2 separate regions of the Gossypium arboreum genome follow, and region 1 is linked to region 2. Evidence: chromatin contacts called from public Hi-C data. All regions are on one chromosome and are shown on one strand. Each heading gives the region's core, a stretch centred on a gene start, on an enhancer-like site or on the middle of the called end of the contact. The rest is flanking DNA. Distances are from core to core; before and after follow the strand shown.

What was found. Hi-C and Micro-C count contacts between places; a contact is called where the count stands out from the background.
Region 1: a Hi-C map of leaf shows a contact between it and region 2, with 1.9 times the contacts expected there. The contact joins the promoter of LOC108465990 here to the enhancer-like site in region 2. A contact is called at or near these places in 2 of 5 Hi-C or Micro-C datasets (both in leaf).

The regions. Positions count from the first base shown.
Region 1 is chr8:36,953,708-36,960,209 of ASM2569848v2, forward strand. It overlaps LOC108465990, which reads right to left and starts at 1,942. Exons shown (of 3, transcript XM_053018477.1): 1 at 575-1,942. The coding sequence starts at 1,543.
Region 2 is chr8:36,782,225-36,788,853 of ASM2569848v2, forward strand. It overlaps the pseudogene LOC108468697. Among protein-coding and RNA genes, the nearest start is that of LOC128279977, 6.0 kb to the left of the region's middle. Within about 2 kb of position 2,392, at least 2 of the 2 cell types and tissues checked have an H3K27ac peak or open chromatin away from gene starts, as enhancers often do. A contact at or near this core is called in leaf, where this site is marked.

The DNA of each region.
Region 1 (6,502 bases), core at 692-3,191, 170 kb after region 2:
TATATCTCATAGATAAAGACAATTGATCTACAAATGCACACAACTCAAACAACTGACTCATGTGCGCCACGAATATATGGGGAGTTGGTGTGGGGCTTGGCTCCACCGGTTCCTTGAAGGTCCTTTTTCTTACAGTCAAAAGAGCGTGGCAACCACGTTCCAGAATATCGACTGACCACAATACGACATAATTGTGACAAAACCAAACCAGGTCTAAAACCCTATCAACACGTGGGTTCCACCTTCTCACCCACGTCTAAGACGAAAAATGTGCACTGAACTAATCACCCACCCTAGGCGGATGACACTGAAATTATTGTGCATTAACCGCTGCTTTACCGCCCAATGTGGCAGCGCCACCGGAACTTTACATATCGGGAAATGATTATCTACTCTCATTACACTTCATTAACTTAGCTTAAGCATTACATTCAAACATGATTAACTTACCCCAAAACATAATTAGATATAAACATTTAAGTATTGAACTTATATCAGAAAAAGCTGGACAACCCATAACAATGTACTTTACCAAGTCAAAAAAAAAAAAAAGTGATAAAACTGAGTCACCGACCTGGTGGAAACCGAGTTCCTTGGTGAGTGGGACACCGAGTTCAGCCATACAAGCCTGCATTCGATCATCCGAGCCGTACAAGCCGGGGTACCTCTGGATACACCGGTCTTGCATCTTTGCCAAGGCTTTGGCCAATGGGTAGCTAATGGCAAAGCCTCCGCCGCCGTAAGCCATGCCGTAGGAGAAAAAAATGTTCTGAATATGAGATTCCGACAAGCTTCCGATGTAATAATACTGAGTATGATCATATTTCCTCAAAATCCTGACCAGATTAGCGGTGATGAAAACGGTGTCATCGTCGCCCATCACGAACCACCGGACGTTATCCATCTTCATCCTCAAAGTCTCCGTCACGATCCTCGAGATCCGAATCGCGGAACGGTGACCCTTCCGATTGGTGTAAGGGAACTTGGAAGTGTCGCTGGAGACTCGAAACGGTGGAAGGGTTCGGTTGTCTTGGGCAGAGTATTTGACGCGATCGTCCAGCCAAACCACACCACGCATTTGGTTTGGCTTGTACCAAATCTTGATGTACTCTTTTCTCTGCTGCCATAGCTTGGAAGAAGCCGCGATTCCAAAGACCACGTCGTGAATTTCCGTCGGCTTTGGCTTCGGTGGAGCTTGTTCCATTTGCATTACTACCTTTTGTTTTTCTCGGACATCACGACCTCCGTGATGGGGTGGAGCTGTCACAGCCGTCTGATTGAGAACCAAGGGTGCAGATGTGAAGCTTGTAGAGCGACGAAGATAGGAAGTAAATGGGGTATGGTGGAAGGTTTGTTGAGCAGAGGTTGTTAAGAGCTTGAGAGTGTAGAGAAGGTAAGTAAGCGAGACGAAGAGGATGGAGCAGACCATGAGCTTAGGAATAGGTCGGTTCGGGTGTCCAGAAACAAGTGGGTGGTTGCCTGAAGAACTTCTCGACTGAACCTGATCCCAAACCATCTGTGAAACTTTGTTGGAGTCTGTCATTCCGTTCAAGAAAGCTAAAATTAGTTTTCTTCTGCATGCACTTTTAGATTCTGCTGAGGAAGAACATGTTGGATTTGTAGGAGAAAGGGTGAAAGATCAGAAAATACCCAGAAAGAAAGGATTTTAAAAGAAAAATGAGACATGAAGAAGATTTATGAAGAGCAAAAAGGAGGACTGTGTAGCTGTGGAGAAGTAAATGTGATGGATTACATTATTGCCAGGTTGCAAACTACCCCCGAATTGGAACTACACCAAGCAATTCAATATATATTTATCTTTATTTCTTTTTCTTTTAGGTGTGTGATTCAGTAAGATTTGTAGAAACATAAGTTTCTTTTTTTATTTTTTGGTTGAATAGAACCTAAACATTTCGCAGCTGACCTTCATAATTTTGTCATTTTGGATTATACTGACAACTTTATAATTTTATTTAATCATATAATATTTAAACTTATGGAGGCAAATCATCTGCCCAATTCAGTGTTCCTATATAGAATCATGCCACTTTGACTAAATCCATAACTACACTTTGTCAGGGGTAAAATTAATTAAATTAAATTAAATTAAATCAATGCGTCATACTTTTTAATCTAATATGGTTGCAGCTGTCCACGGTCGGATTGGGTTTCCTCCGAAAAATATAGGGGTTTAAATAAAATTATAAGATCGAAAAATAGATTTAGGCAAAAAGTAAAGTTTATTTAAAACATGGGTCAATCCTTAAGTAAAGTATTTTTGACTCAGTTTTGAATTGGTGTTTTACTGTTGTTTTCTCACTTTTTATCATAATTTTGCTATTTTTTACTATTATGTTGGTATTATTTTATTGTTAATGTTTAGATATTATATAACACTTGTTTTATTATTTATTTTCCTACTATTTTAAAGGAATTTGTTTGTTAAGTTACACTTATTTTAGTGTTATTTAAGTATAAAGATTTTTTAATTTATTTTCAATTTGTTGGGATATTTTAATATTTTTAGTATATTTAGTGTATTATATTTTTATATAAAAAATAAAAAATAAAAAAAATTAATATGGACAGGTCGGGCTGGGCCTGAGTTTTAGCATTTTTATTCAGGCTAAACTTGGGCAAAAATTTAGGCCCATTTTTCAGGCCAAACCCGTGCCTATCAATCAGGCCTAAAATTTGGTTAGGGCCCATCCCGAACTCAATCCAACCCGACCCATAGACAACTCTAGTTTCAGCCCACGCTCCCTGTAAGGGTGATTATTTGGTTGTGTCAAATTTAAATTAAAGGAAAAATAATAAAGTTAAACTATGCTTTAAATCGTTACACACTTTGTACATTTGGATTTTAGTCTCCTACTATTATTTTTAAGAATTTAATCTATCTACTTTTCAGATTTAAAAATCTCGGTCTAGTTGTGACATTTTGAAATTAAAGAAAATATGCACTTGGTAATCATGTAAAAATAAAAATAACGTTGAAAATACAATTTAGGATTTTTATTCTTAAAACTTCCATTCTAATTTGTGATGATAAAATATATATTTTTCTATTGGAATAGTGTTATTAAGAAAAATTGACATTAACATTTTGATTGAATAGTTAAGAATATTAACAATTTAGGCTAACTAAAAAAATATAAAAATAGAGAGATAAATTTATGTCACAAATTAAAGTATATAGATTAAATCTCAAGTTTTAACATAGTTTAGGTGCTAAATTTGAAATTTAAATATTGTCTTATAATATTACTTTTAGGCATTCAAATTATATATGACTACGTAATATTTTAATTAAAAATTAATCATATTAATTATTAACACTAATTAATAATATTATAAAAATATATGAACCAAATTATATTAGAAATGAGAGTATAAAAATTAAATATTATAATAAGTGGACCGAAATTAAAATTTAACATTTTTAAGATGAAAAGAAACCCTCATGCATGTCCTTTTCTTTTTTATATATAGTTATATGGATTATATAAAATAAAAATAATCGAAGTTTTCATATAAGATAAAATCAAACAATTAAACTTTCTTATCAAAACAAAATTCTGTTTGAATCTGATGAAAGAAAACCCCAAATCATTGGATCTAGAAAAGAAAAAAATAATGGTTGGTAATTGGTATATTAATAGTATATTTTTATTCTATAAGTAATTTTAAAAATTGTCATACATCTTTTTTAAATATTTTATTATATTTTATAGGATATTTTTCAACTTTTTAATATTGCTTTGTAGAGTCTAAAAACTTTATTGTTAATGTACTAAATATTTTTTAAAAACACGTCTGGTATAAAAATATGTTGCAGAGATTTATTTTGAATCCAAGGTTAAAATATGTTATAGGTCACTATATTCTTCACAATTTTGAATTTAATTCTTGTACTTTTATTTTAAAGAATTTAGTCCTTTTATTTTTAGATTTCAAAATTCATATCCAATAGTTAGCATTGTTAATTTTTTGTTAAATTTTTGAAATGAAAAATACTCACTTGGTAGCAATATAATTAAAAAATTATGTTGTAATGGACTCAATTTAAAAAATATTTTTAATAGTGTTAATGATTAGATCTAAATTTTAAAATTTGAAAAATAAAGAGACTAAATTTTAAAAATAAAAAAATAGACTAAAATTTAAATTTACAAATAGTACAATAACTTAAGATATATTTTAACTTAAACCTAATTTTTAATTATATAATATTTATATTTTTATGTAATTTATACACACAAATAAATATCAAACCTCAAAAGTTAATCATTTGGTTTAATGTTGCAGATATAATATCTTATCAAAGCACAACCTGATAAACTAGTATCATGCTATTTTTAGCTATTTTTATTTTTATATAAAGTATGTTTGAGTAACCATTCAAAAAATTAAAAATTGAAATTAATATTTTAAGTAATTTAATTTTTAAATGTGGTTGTTATAATAGGCCTATTTGCCCAGCCCGAGCCCAAATCAACAGAACCAAAATAAATAATAAATCCATAGTTCATTAACAGCCAAAAATGACAAAAACAGAAGCCCAAATACTAAAAAATCTAATGGCCCGATAGGCCCAAAACCTAAACAAATTTCAGCCAAAAAAAAAGAAAGCAAAAACCCTAGCCGTGCCCTCTACTTGCCTCCACAGCGCACTCGGCACTCGAGACCTGACCCCTCCTCTGCTGCACCTGTAAACAAGGCAAAGAAAAGGAAAAAGAAACAACAGAGGCAGATAGCAGAAACAGTAGTAGAGATGAAAGAAAATAATGAAATATATTGTATTTATTTGGCTGTAAAAGCCATGAAAGGATGGATGTATTTTTTGGACAGATTTTGAAGAAAAAAAATAAAAATACAAAGAAGCAAACCAAAACAAATTCAAAGCGTGGGTCTTTCTATTTTTTTTATTTTTTCTCTTTATTTTCCTTTCTTTCGAAATTGTCTGTGTATGCACATATATTTCTTTATTTTTTTTATTTTTTATTCAAAATTGTTTATATATGTATATATGTATATATATAAGAGTAAAAAAAAAAATTACATTTTGGCAGCCAGATACTCTGTGTGCAATCTTAACAACCGGCGACTAGTGCAGTGGTGGTCCATCGGAGACTTGGCCGGCCTATAGGGGTTTTGAGAGAATGAGGGGAGAGCAAAATTTCTTTTTTTTTTTTTGGAAGGAGGGCTGAAATGAAGATTTTTTTTAAAAAATGGGGCTTATATAAGGCATCAAAACGACGTTGTTTTGGGATGGCTTAAAATGCCCCAAAATGACGTCGTATAAGGCAACCCGAATTTGACCCGCTCCAGAGGGTGGGGATCCGCGTGTTTTCATTGTTTTTGAGATATTTACACCCCTAGTCCCTCTGACATTTCGCCTTCATTTAATTCAATCCTATTCATTTCTTTTATATTTCTAATTTTGCCCCATGTATTTTGCCCTTGACTCATTTGGATCTGCATCAAAGCGTTGCGTTTTGAGGGCTTGGGTTTATTTCCCAATCAGTCCCCTTCTTTTGCACGCGCATTCCATTTGGATCCTTATGCGGTTTTAACATTTAGATTTTATACTTTTAATTCTGTTTTGATTTCAACTTAGTCCTTTCCTTGTTATTTTCTTTATTTATTTGTTAAATGAATTAACTTGATATTATTATCACTATTTTCTGTTATTTTTCGCATTTAACTAATTGCTTTATTATCATGCTATTAAATCAATGGTTATTGCAATATTGTTGCCATTATTTTATATATAGATACATATTTATCTAAGATACATATGTATTTTCGTTTATCATTTATCTATATCTCTAGATACAATTTCAAAACTATTTTTTTTAAATTCAACCCTCTGTATTTTATTTTTTTCATATTTATTGATTTACCTACACTTACACATTAGATTTCTTTTTTATCAAATCTTTTTAGTTTTCACTTCAATTTCTTATTTTTAATACTGTTTCTTATTATGCGTTTGCTTTTATTTTACTTTACAATATATTTGTTTACTTATTTATTTATTATTATTATTTTTTCTTTTCAACCCTTCTTTAATAATTTAAGTTCCTCTGTTTACATTATTTTATGTATTTCTATATTTTACCTCTATTATTATTATTATTATTTATTTACGTGTTTGATTTTAAATTTCATCCATGATTTCATTCCTATTTCCATTTGTTTATTTATTTTCAATCTTTTACAAATTATTTCCTTATTTATTTATTTGTGTATCTTAAACTCTTTATACATTATTTATTTTATATATATTATTTATATTAAAATATTTTTATTTTATGTATATTATTTACTTTACTATTTTTTCTATATTATTTATTTTAGACCTTTTATATGTTATTTTAAATTGTTATATGTTATTTATTTTAAATCGCTTTATTTTACTTTAAATTGTTTTATATGTTGATTATTTTAAATTGTTTTATGTTATTCACTTAAAATTGCTTTTATAACATCTTTTTGA
Region 2 (6,629 bases), core at 1,142-3,641:
TTCTCAGATAAAAAAAATTAGTTAAGTATGTAAGTATTGTGAAACCTTATATCCGAATTCAATAAATTAGGTGGGTATAGGGTCTTACAATCTTTTTTATAGATCAATTATACTAATATAGTGCTCATTCCAAAGTAGTCTAATCCCATTTTAGACTGATTAGCCTTTGCAATGTCTTGTTTAAAATAATTTCCAAGGTAATTTTCCATAGATTGCAAATGATCATGCCAGATTGCATTGATGAGACACAAAGTGCATTTGTACCGGAGAGGTTGATTACGGATAATGTTATAGTGGATTTCAAATTGTTGCATTCTTTCAAGAAGAGAAAGGGTGGACGGAGACGGTGTTTTACATTGAAGTTGAATTTGAGTAAGCCGTATATTAGAGAGGAGTGACTTGATTGAGGAGGTAATGCTTAAGATAGGTTTTGGTGAGGCATGGGTCAAGTTGGTAATATGATATGTAAAATTCGTCAAATATTTAGTGGTTCTAAATAGGACACCAAGAGAGAAAATATCCCCTTCTAGAGGACTTCAACAAGGTGACCCGTTGTGCCCTTTCTTATTTCTTTTTTGTAGTGAGCATTTATTAGCTCTATAATAATTAGCTTGTCAAAAAGGTTTGGTGAAATGAGCGAAAATGAGTCATTCAGGACCTATAGTATCACATTTGTACTTTACCGATGATAGCTTAATTTTTGGGGATGCATCTTTAGACATGCAACACACATGAAAAACATTTTAAAAGAATATGAAAGTTGTTATGGGGAACTGATTAATTTGAATAAATCCCTTGTCTATTTTAGTTCGAATGTAAGTGAAGGAAATCTCAACTAATAGAAAGGGAGTTAGATGTTAGGAGCTCTATGGATCCTGAGAAGTATTTAGGACTGCCTATGGTAGTGGATCGAAACAGAAAGTTAGCTTTCCGAAATATTATGGATCGTATTCGAGGTAAAATAAATGAATTGTGTAATCGATGGTTATCGCAAGGGGTAAGGTTATTTTTATCGAATCAGTGTTGCTAGCGATCCCCACATATGTCATGTCCTATTTTTTTATTGCCAAATTCTGTTTGAGGAAATAGAAGCTGTATTTTGTTGTTATTGGTGGCAAAAGTCATAGTCAAATTGAGGGATTCATTTATGCTCATGAGAGAGGTTATGTAATTTGAAGGAGGGTGGGGGATTGGATTTTTGGAAACTAGTGAAGTTTAATGTAACACCTTTGGCCAAGCAGGGGTGAAGGTTGATTTGTAATCTTGCTTCATTAGTAGTACGTGTTTTAAAGCAAAATATTATGCAAGTAATAAATTTTTAAAAGCTCGCGTTTTAAAAGTATTTGGGTAGCGAAGGGGCTCTTGAAGGGGAGTAGCAGACAAGCTGGTGATGGAAAATTAATTCTAGTTTCGGATGTATTTTGTTGCTTGGAGATAGACCCTACATAATTAGATCACCACAAGTTAATAAGGTAAATTTTGTGGCTGATATGATTCACGAGCAGAGTGGGAAATGGAAGGAAAGTGCAGTCAATATCACCTTTAATGAACAGGAAGCTAGGAGAATATTGAGTATCCCATTGATGTAGTACAAGTTATCAGACAGGTTGAGGTGGTGTCCCGAGAAATCTAGAGAGTATACGGTGCATTGTGGGAATCGGCTATTGTTGCGGGGCTTTCTAGGAACTGAAAATGATTTGTATAGAGACATACATCTAGAGGTGTGCATGGGTCGGGCGGCCCGGCCCGAAGGCCCGCCCGAAAAATGGGAAAATTTGGATAAAAATATAGGCCCGAAAAACGGGTTTAGACAAAAAACAAGGACCGTTTAGAAAACGGGCCAGGCCTCGGGTAAGATTTTTTTGGTCCGAGTTCTACTGCCTTACCTACCCAATTTTAATATTAAATTATTTTAAATTTTTTATTTTTAATTTTAAATAACTTTAGTACTTTTACTTTACTTTTGTTGTTGTTTTGATGTTATTTTAATATTGTAAAACTTTTGTTATTAATATAATTTAATTCTTAATTTAGTTTTAATTTGTTTTAATTTTTAATTTTAATATAATTACTTTTTATTATATTTTTAATTTATGTATTATTTTAATAATTATTTTAGTCCCATTATTTATTTATTTTTATTTTAATATTTGTTTTTATGTTTTAAATGTATTTGATTTATTATATTTTAAAGTTTTTATTTAATAAAAAAGCAAAAAAAAAATTAATATGACCTGATAGGGCCAGGCTAGGCTCGGGCCTACCATTTTTTTTTCGGGCCGGGCTTAAACAAATTTTCAGGCTCATATTTCGGGCCGGGCCTGGCCCGGACCTTGAAAACAGACCAAAATTTTTTATGGGCCCGGCCCGGCCCATGCACACCTCTACATACATCAAAAAAAATACTTTTTGCAGAAAATTGTGGCAAACAAAGGTGCCAGATAAAATGAAAATTACAACCTGAAGAGTTTTACATAATCGTATACCTACTAGATCTACTTTGTAGGTTAGATCAAAGGTTAACTTCGATGAGGGTTTCTACAGTGACATGGAAGCATCAAGTTTGGGAATAATCATTAGGGACACCAAAGGTTTGATAATGGTGGCAGCATGCAGTTAGAACAGAAACATATCGTTTATAGAAGCGGCAGAAACTTTGGCAGCCGTTTAGGCCGTCCAATTTGCCCAAGAGATAGGGTTTCGCAAAGTTGAGGTTGAAGGAGACTCACTTTTGATTATTTCAAAACTGAGGATGCAAGGGTTAGACAGATCGGAGGTTAGTAATTAAATCTGAGAAGATAAACAGATTGTAATGGGTTTTGAACATTTCAAATTCCAACATATCAAAAGGGATGGTAATAGGATGCTTCACCTGTTGGCATAAGAAGGCTTCATTCAAAAGAAGGGCGCTCAATGGGTGGAGGAGGGGTCGGTGGCGATTCGAGAGATTGTGGTGGCCAAGGAAAGGGGACTGTCTAGTGCCACTTAATAGTCACGATAAGAATGGCGACTGAGTTGCAACAGAAGATGAGAACAAGTGTTTCATTGAGTCGTTCCAAACTAGAGCATGTCGTTGAAATCTATGGAGGGAGTTGAAGTGGTTTTCTTACCTGGCATGCAAAGGAAGAAGATGGATTTTTAATTTTGCTGGTTTTTATTTTTTATTTTTTTTGGAAGCCAAAGAGTCTTTTTGTTTTGTTGGTTTTTTTGGTTTGGTAAAAGCATGCCAGCCTTTTTCAAAAAAATTATCTTACAAAATTACTCCAAAATAGATACAAAATAGATAAAATAATTAAAATTATTTTACAAATAAATCATTATGTCTAGATAAAGTGTTTTTTTAATTGATAAAAATAATTAAAGATAAAATATTTTATAGGATATTTAACTAGATATAAAGTCAATTTTAGTTTAGATTAGTAAAATTCAAATTCAATTCAATTTTAACCACTTATATAACATTTATACTTTTTAATTTGTAATGACTTTCTACATATTTTATATAATATTTTCTATTTATCATATAATATTGGAAAATAAATTATGTAAAAATACTGTAAAACAAACCTCAGTCATATTCCTACCGAATTACATGTAAGAATAATTTGCATTGTAATTTTCATTCATCGTGATCAGCATCTATTAACAAATGCATAGGCCCCCTTACCGACCACAAATGCATAGGCCCTCTTATGATGCCATGGGGCTTGTCATGCTTCATCTGCTAGTTTTTGCCTCCTCCGCTCTCTACTTTTTGTCTTTGCTTTGCCTATCTGCTCTCTCTTTTGACATCAACAATCTCCCCACCGGGTTTCTTTTTGTTTCTTTTTCTCCCAATTCCTATCGATCCAATATAGCCACAAAACGATAACCCTGATCGGCTGAACCTCCCCAATGCCAAAAACTCAAAACACAGTATAATGTGATACTTCTTCATACAGCCTCATGCTGTCTTTTGCTTGAATTATGATCCAACTGCCCTCAGCGTCTCTGTCTCTCTTACTCGTTTTCATCGCCATTTATAATAGCTACAAATGTTGACGCCTACAAGACGATTGAACAGTACCAAAAGCAAAACATTATAGCAATATTATATAGTGAGACCTTCAATTGCAGCAGCGATATCATTTACCCAGCTCAAATTCCAAGTTCAACCTATCAAGCCCAAACGCCGCCAGTGTAAACAAACCACCATTTCTTCCTCTGTATCCACGCCAGCTGCCACTACTGCCTCTGCTAGACAACTACCCTGATTCAGGTTTCTCTGGGATTTTGACGTCGAAACCCGACGCGCCAATCTGATAGCTCTTGGGAGTTGCATTGCTTCCAAGCCTCTCCCACTCCTCGGCCTTAGGCTCGCCGTGTTTAACCGAGTCTTTGTGGGGTTTGAAGAACCGACATTCTCCGGACAGTATATCACCCGTCATGGACTTCACGGGCGGGAAGACACTCTCCAACAGTCACTCTCCGTCGAGTTTCACCAAGTTCAATTCTGCCTTCACAGCGGGACTTTTAAACCCGATGTCCCCACCACCGAACAAGACACGGTCCAGCCCAGTCGTTTGTGAACTGATTGCTAGCTCCTCCGATATCCACCCAAGAACTCAAACCAAAAACCAAGCTCTGATCCAAATGCCTATTTTCGATCCCAGACAAAATCAAACCCCGCCGGTCATTGATAAGCGGGCATTGACCATGCAACAGATTTCGGATCTTTTGTCTACCCGTAGTCCTAGGAACAAGTTTAACGACCCGGTTACAAGTGATATAAAGCTGACGTTGAGTTCCAAGGATGGGATTAGCGTGTCAATGAACGTTCACAAGCAAATACTGGTGGCTCAGAGTAGGTTCTTTGAGGTTAAGTTATCGGATAAATTGGCAAAGTACCAGTGGAATGGATCAGCTGAGGCGTACATGGCGGAAATAACAGATTGTGATGACGTGGAGGTCTATATAGAGACTTTGAGGTTGATGTATTGTAAATATTTGAGGAAGGAATTAATGAGAAATGGCATTTCTAAGAATCTTAAAATTCTGCAGGTAAATTTATATATAACTATTTGTAAATGAAATTTTTGGTTACTTGGATTCTTGAAACGTGGCATGAACCCGCTTGAACTCCGACTTTATGGCATTGATTGAAAGAAGTAGGAAATTGTGTTTTGCCTTGTTTTGTTCTCAGCAACTGAATTGGGTGCTCTTGCGGTGCTTTTGCTTGTCAGGTTGCTGTGGCAATAGGATTTGATGCCGGGGTTCTATCTTGCTTTGAGCACTTGGAAGCCGCTCCTTGGGCTGAGGATGATGAAGAAAAAGTGACTTGTGCATTGGCAGAGCTCAGCCTTGAAAATTTGGAGCAGGGGATGTTTTGAAGAAGATTTCTGTTAAAGTTACAAATGGAACTGGTGAGGTTGGAGATAATGAACAAGTGCTTCTCAAGCTCTTGCATGTGGTTCTAGAAGGTAAAGATGAGAAAGCAAGGCGTGAAATGAAAGGTTTGGTCTTGAAGATGATTCGTGAGAATTCATCTCCGAATGATCTGAGGAAAGAGTCATTGTATTCAGCTTGTGATGGTTGTCTGGAACTGCTCCAACACCATTTTCTCCGAGCAGCTTCGTCTGATTTGCAGGATGTGAGTCAGATTGCAAGACAGGCAGATAATTTGCACTGGATGTTGGAGATTTTGATTGATAGGCGGATTGCTGAGGATTTTCTAAAATCATGGGCTTCCCAATCCGAATTATCTGATATTCATTCCAAAGTTCCAGCTGTCCATAGGCATGGTGTCAGTAGAGTTACAGCACGCCTATTTGTGGGGATGGGGAAGGGGCAGTTGTTGGTACCGAAGGAAGTGAGGTACATGCTTTTACAAACATGGTTGGTGCCATTCTATAAAGATTTTGGGTGGATGAGGAAGGTATCAAATGGTCTTGATACACATTTAGTTGAGGATGGTCTTAGTAACACAATTCTCACTTTACCACTGGCTTGGCAGCGCGAGATTTTGCTTGCTTGGTTCTACAGATTCTTGAACTCCAGTGAAAACTGTCCTAACATTCAAAGAGGATTTGAAGTTTGGTGGAGGAGGGCTTTCTGGCAGCGCAATGGTGAACAACTACCAACGCAATTACACCTTACAACTCCAACAAATGCGAACTCATAAAGTTGCCATTTCCATGGTGCAGAACCGACTTTAATGGGCATGTTTTTGTTTGTTTTTCCAATACTTTGTCTTCAATCTATATTGATGGCTTTGTTCTTAAGTCTTGTTGTATGCCGAACAGAGAACCATATAGAGGGATATGGAAGCCATTAAACATATTGCTAGGATATTAGGGGCTTGGAAGCTGATGTGTCGTTGAAAGCACAAAAAATATCTTATTTCCTGTAAAATAGTAAAAATAACAGTAAACGGGAAGTAGGGTCGAATCCTCAGGACCGGATTGTACGAATGCTCATTCCTTGAAATCCTTGAAATATTTTAGCCAAGAAAACCTGCATTCCTGAAAAATAAAAAAGATAAAATTAAGAATCTGGAAAAATAAAAACAGAATTTAAAGTGAATTGAAATTGCGAAATTAAATAGATTGCAGAAATAGAAATAAGGAAAAATAAATAGAGTTGGGAAAAGA